Linked DNA regions of Mus musculus: region 1 is linked to region 2. A link is a contact called in public Hi-C data. All regions are on one chromosome and are shown on one strand. The core of a region is the stretch at or near the end of the contact, and the rest is flanking DNA. Distances in the headings are between cores, read along the strand shown.

Region 1 (2,700 bases), core at 200-2,699, 140 kb after region 2:
AAGAGCACTGACTGCTCTTCAGAAGGTCATGAGTTCAAATCCCAGCAACCACATGGTGGCTCACAACCATCCATAATGAAATCTCTTCTGGTGTGTCTGAAGACAGCTACAGTGTACTTACATATAATAATAAATAAATCTTGGGGCCAGAGTGAGTGGGGCTGGAGCAAGCAGAGGTTCTGAGTTCAATTCCCAGCAACCACATGATGGCTCACAACCATCTGTACAGCTACAGTGTACTCATATACATTGAATAAATAAATCTTTAAAAAAAAAAAAAAGGAATGGCAGATCCCTCATACAAATGGAAAGTAGCCTTTGCTTATCATTTTATCTTTAAGTCTGTGATGAAGTTTTAGCTCAAATAACATTCTTTAGGGGCTCAGGATAGAACATTGGCTTGCTTAGCGTTGTAATGAAGTTAATTCTAATTTAATAAGTAAAGTAGGTGTTTAAATGGGTTTTTTTTAAAAAAATAGAGATTTTTATTTCCTTTATTGAAAAACAAGTCTTGGGTACATCAAAACCAATTTCTGGAATGGGGGGCAGGGGAACAGAACCCACAATAGAAAAAAAAATTATCATCTGGGCCACAACAGAACCCAGAGAATATGTTCTTATCATTAAAAAATTCTAGGTGCTTCATAATTGACCTTCTGATACAAAATGGCCTATTGAATTGGCAACTTGATTCTTGGTGTGGAGGTCCACAGACAAATGAGGACTTCTTCAGCCCTTAGCTGGAGGCCATGAGTGATTACCTGGCTTTTGACTCTTTAAAAGGTTTTTTAATATGTGTGTCACCCACCACCTGCCTATGAGATCAAAGAATTAGATTTTTGTAATCGTTTTAAGTTTCCTTCATAGCCAAAGCTACAAATGTTTTTTAAAAAACAAAACAAAACAAAAAACTATTTACAACTTATTTATATATACTTGGCAGATTGATTTTTATTTTGGTGTAGATAAATTTTCTTCCTAAAGATCTGTAGTACTCCCTAGTTAATATTTGAGGTTGGAATGGCTTTTCCGGGTGACTGGGAATGGTGGTAAGTGTATCGCGCCAGGTCTATAAACATCTGTCAATGCTGGATGTGTTTGCAGCAAGATTTACGTTGGCGCAGTAGGAATCTCTGGCCAGGACCATGGTGGTTCTAAAAATTGTTTCCCTTAGTAGACATATCTAATCTGATCTTAGAATCTCTTAATATCACATTTTAAAAATATAATTGCATGGGAAAATTAATTTGATCAGTATAATCTAGTCTGTCAGAAGCAGCCGAATGCACACCCTGCCTCTGTGGACAGATCTCAATGCAACTTTGTTCTCTGCTTTAATCACATGTGCAGCTGGGGCAATTCATCGTGTGTCACTAATTCTGTATTACAGAGCAAGCTGACGATCTGAGTCTCACATCTGGAGAGATTGTTTATCTTCTCGAAAAAATAGATGCAGAGTGGTACAGAGGGAAATGTAGGAACCAGACTGGCGTGTTTCCTGCCAATTACGTCAAAGTCATTGTAAGTGGGTTTGTTTATTTTATTTGGCCACACATTCAGTGAGTCTCACACGCAGATGGGAAAGAGAAACTAGAAGCCTACAGTCTTGAATTTGCCTTTTCTGTCTTCTCTGGATCATTTGACACTTGGACATTTTTTAAGTGAATATTTTCTCACACAGACTGGCTCTGTCAGCATTCAGTTATGAAGGAGTAAGATCTCAGCAGTGACCCTGTTACTGCTGACCGATTGGCTATTGCCAGAGTTTGGGAGTGGAGGACTCACTGTCTTCCGTTAGGTACACATTGCTGGAACCACCATGCTCCAACGAAACAGTATCAGTTGTCAGTCACCCGTCCTCGGAGAGCTCTTCAGCACTTAAGAATGTGTGTTAGTGCTTGGAGACATTTAGTGAACATGAGTTAGTGCTACAGACAGTTTCGAAGGGATGCTCTTTGGGCGTGTGGCACCACGTCATTTTGAGAACCAGAACACCTGAGGGAGTAGTCCATTGTTTTCACATAATATTTTCAAGTCAGACTGGAGAAAATTATATTGAAGTGTCAAAATTGTATGGCCCTTAATAGCTTAACTTGTGAACACACTCCAGTATGCTGAAGGCTTTCCTGCTAAGCCTGAGTAGCTGTGAAACATAGGGACAAAACAAGACTGCTCTTTGAACACATGTATTAATAGGAAAAATATGATTCACTCCCTAATATAACCTATGGATACTATGAAATAGCACTAAAACTAACTTAAACGTTAACAGCTTATTTTGGAGGGGGAAAAAAAAACAATAATTTTCCATTACATCAGAAACTTTTAAAATCTAGGTATTACAGAAAATCTGTATTTTTCAAGTAGAAAGAGTCTGAGCCTCTTGGATTATGAAATGTAAGTCTTAAAAATATTGCCCAGTGCAGATGCGGCCTGGTCCTTCCCAGGCCTGCAGCCACGTTCTCTAAATTAATATTAAGAGTAATGTAAGTTTGAACACCCCTCCTCATTTCTCTTCTGCTCAGTGGAGCGGTGCTCTAAAAAGCACATTTCCCACACTGAAATCAATCACCCCCAGTCGGCCACATTATTGGTATAAATGTTATTCCTAAGCGCACAAGTTTAAAAAATTGTTTTAAAACACCAAACTTAGAGGATTTATCAGAAAGGGCACTGATCTGATACAGACCTCACAATCTT
Region 2 (2,700 bases), core at 171-2,670:
CTCTCACAAGCTCTCAGAACAAGAGCCAGAGGCTGCAGATAAAGGCCTGTTCATCCCACACAGCCCTTTCCTAAGGGAGCATTCTTGCCTGCTGTTTCAGTATCTTTTTGTGACATTCCAGAATCTGTCCCTCGGTGTGAAATTATGTATGTGCACCTACAGAACTTTAGCTGTGTGTGATAGGTATGTACAATGACTTTTGTTACATTGCTCTTTCCAGCTTTGGAGCAGTGTGCAGGGGGTAGGTCCCGCAGTTAAGTGCCTCAAATTACAGCCTCTGACTTCAGAGCCAGCTCTCCTACCACTTGGCCAAATCACCTCTCTACAAATCATTGGGTATGGAACTCCTTTAACACATTTCTCCCTGAACTTCTAGGGATGGTGGCCTTCTCCTAACCCTCAATTAACTGAATACTGGGAGGCTTTATTCATTTGTTTATGTATTTATTTTTTACAGTGCCAGAGATAAGCTTCACCCAAACTGGGGAACTGTTCTACCCCCCTCCCCCAACCTCAAGTCCTACCTAGTATTTAAAAGAAATTAGACTGTACTGTTTAGACCAGTATTGTGTTCTCGGTAAAGCTGAAATGAAAGTACAAATGCTCTCCCTGACCCCCTTATGCATAGCTTCCCTCCTCACCACCATCCTCCATATCGGGGCACATTTGTTACAACTAATAAACTTAATCCTGCTCCAGGCGCATCTTTATCGCCCACAAAGTTCATAGCGTACATGGGGCTCATCCTTGCTGTTGCACACTCTGTGCCTTTGAACTAATTTATGACATGTATCACAGAGTACTTTGACTACCAAAAAAGGAAAACAGTAATACCAAAAAACCTATTCCCTAATGAGGTACTTTTTAAGGGGTGATATAAGGGGGGGGGGCGGATATGGTAGCATACTACTGTAATTCCACCACTTAAGAGGCAGAATGATCAGGAGTTTCAGGCCAAATTAAGACGTGTGTGTGTGTGTGTGTGTGTGAGAGAGAGAGAGAGACAGAGACAGAGAGACAGAGGAGAGACAGAGACAGAGAGACAGAGATCTCTTAGAGTCTAGACTCAACTCTAGGTGGTGTGCCCCAAGTGAAGTTCAGCCTCTCCCAGTTTGTGCATCTCTCCAAGACTCGCCTAGGAACCGGTTCCTCCCCCTTTTGTTTAAGTGTCAAGCGAATGGGTTTCCTGTTGACTCTGGAATATTGTGAAAGGGCAGGAAGAGGCCAAGCCTCCTTGTCTCTCTCTCTCAACTCCCCAACCCCTTTATTTATTTTGTGCACGTCTGTTTGGGTTGTGGGGGTGTTTCCAGCTTGTGCGGCTGGAGGGCGGCCTCAGCAGCCCGAAACCCCTCCCCGAGGAGGCGAGGCCGGTCGGGAGCCCGCCCGATCCCAGGCTGGACCTCTGTGGGGCGGGGAAGGGAACCGGACGGGAAGCGAGCTGCCGAGGAGCTGCAGGCCGCCGGTGCGTGCCCAGAAGGCGGGGAGCTCGGCCCAGCCCGCGCCCCAGCTCCGCGCTGCAGGTGGAGCCCTCCTTCCCCGCCGAGCGCGCTGGCGAGGGCCATCCGCTGCCCGCAGCTCGCCCGCCGTCCCTGGGCTGCGCGGCGGCGCCTCGCCCATGGCTGAGGGCCGGCGGCGGGAGGACGAGGAGGAAGAGCTGCGAGAGCGCCGCGAGCTTGGGGGCCCGCGCCGCGCCCGGAGCCGCGCGCTCCCGGGCCACTCGGCTGCAGGTGAGACGCGGGGGACGCGGGGACCAGGGGCGCACGGGGGGTTGGGAGCATCTAGGACCGGGTTCTCCGCGCCCACTCATGCCCTGCCCAGCTCGGCAGCTGCTCTCGATGCTGCCTGGAGGGGACTGACACCTTTAACTCCTGATGGCGAGAGGGCGGGACAGTGGCCTTTCTATCCTTAGCCTCCTTTTCTCCTTTTTGAGAGAATTCAGATTGGTCTCTTTTACCTGTTAGTGGCCCTGGAGCCGAAACTCCAAAATTTCCGTGGAAACTAAATCCAAGGCGGCTGGTACTTGTGGCTGGGTGATTACTTATCTGTAGGTGAGTCAGAGGCCATGCCCTACGTCTATCTCTCTCTGGACCACGACCCATCCCTACGGTTTCGCCTGGGCCACCCCAACCTGGTCAGACCACGTGCCCATGCTGAATCAAGTCTTGTTTCAGCAGCCGGTGAACTTCGGACCTCTAGTCCCTTCCTTCCCTCCCCCACAGCGCTGATTTTCTGCTGGAGAGTTAATTTGTTGCAACTGCCCTCCCCGTTGTAAACCGGGAGTGCCCAATGTAGTATTGGAGAAGGGAATTCTTTTGGATGGAGGTCATTTGGGGGCCTATAGTTAGTTACCTTTAAGATCTTGTTTTGGGACACACCAACGAAGCACGAATCAAATAGCTTGGTGCATAAGTATAAAATTAAATGTAGATCCACCCTCCTTCCCTTTACCTGGGGTGGGTTTTCAATGTAACCGTAATGGAGAGGAAATTATTAGGCCAGCTGGTTAACCACAGTTATCTGAAACTGGATGGAAGAATTAACCTAGAAGATGCATAAAGAGGTGAAGGGATTGGGAAGAGTCATGGGAAATCCAGGCACCAGACTGGAGCCTTCTTAGAAAGGGAACATGGAGAGGCTCCTCTGTGTGACCACCAGGAGAAAGTTGGGTCTGTGGAATTGGAGGGCAGAAAATGGGATAAA

What was found. Hi-C and Micro-C count contacts between places; a contact is called where the count stands out from the background.
Region 1: a Hi-C map of cortical glia shows a contact between it and region 2, with 1.7 times the contacts expected there. The contact joins the enhancer-like site here to the promoter of Sh3d19 in region 2. A contact is called at or near these places in 2 of 39 promoter capture datasets (the 3T3-L1 cell line and 3T3-L1-derived adipocytes), 12 of 484 Hi-C or Micro-C datasets (cerebral cortex, cochlea, cortical glia and 7 more), 4 of 115 datasets of contacts at active chromatin or transcription factors (embryonic forebrain, embryonic stem cells and neural tube) and 3 of 9 other capture datasets (adipose tissue, liver and pancreatic islet).

Annotation. Positions count from the first base shown.
Region 1 is chr3:86,113,397-86,116,096 of GRCm38.p6, forward strand. It overlaps Sh3d19 (SH3 domain protein D19), which reads left to right. Exons shown (of 22, transcript NM_001082414.3): 16 at 1,391-1,521. Among named protein-coding and RNA genes, the nearest start is that of Gm25188, 14 kb to the left of the region's middle. Within about 2 kb of position 1,450, at least 67 of the 459 cell types and tissues checked have an H3K27ac peak or open chromatin away from gene starts, as enhancers often do. A contact at or near this core is called in adipose tissue, cortical glia, forebrain and 2 more, where this site is marked.
Region 2 is chr3:85,969,698-85,972,397 of GRCm38.p6, forward strand. It overlaps Sh3d19 (SH3 domain protein D19), which reads left to right and starts at 1,421. Exons shown (of 22, transcript NM_001082414.3): 1 at 1,421-1,727.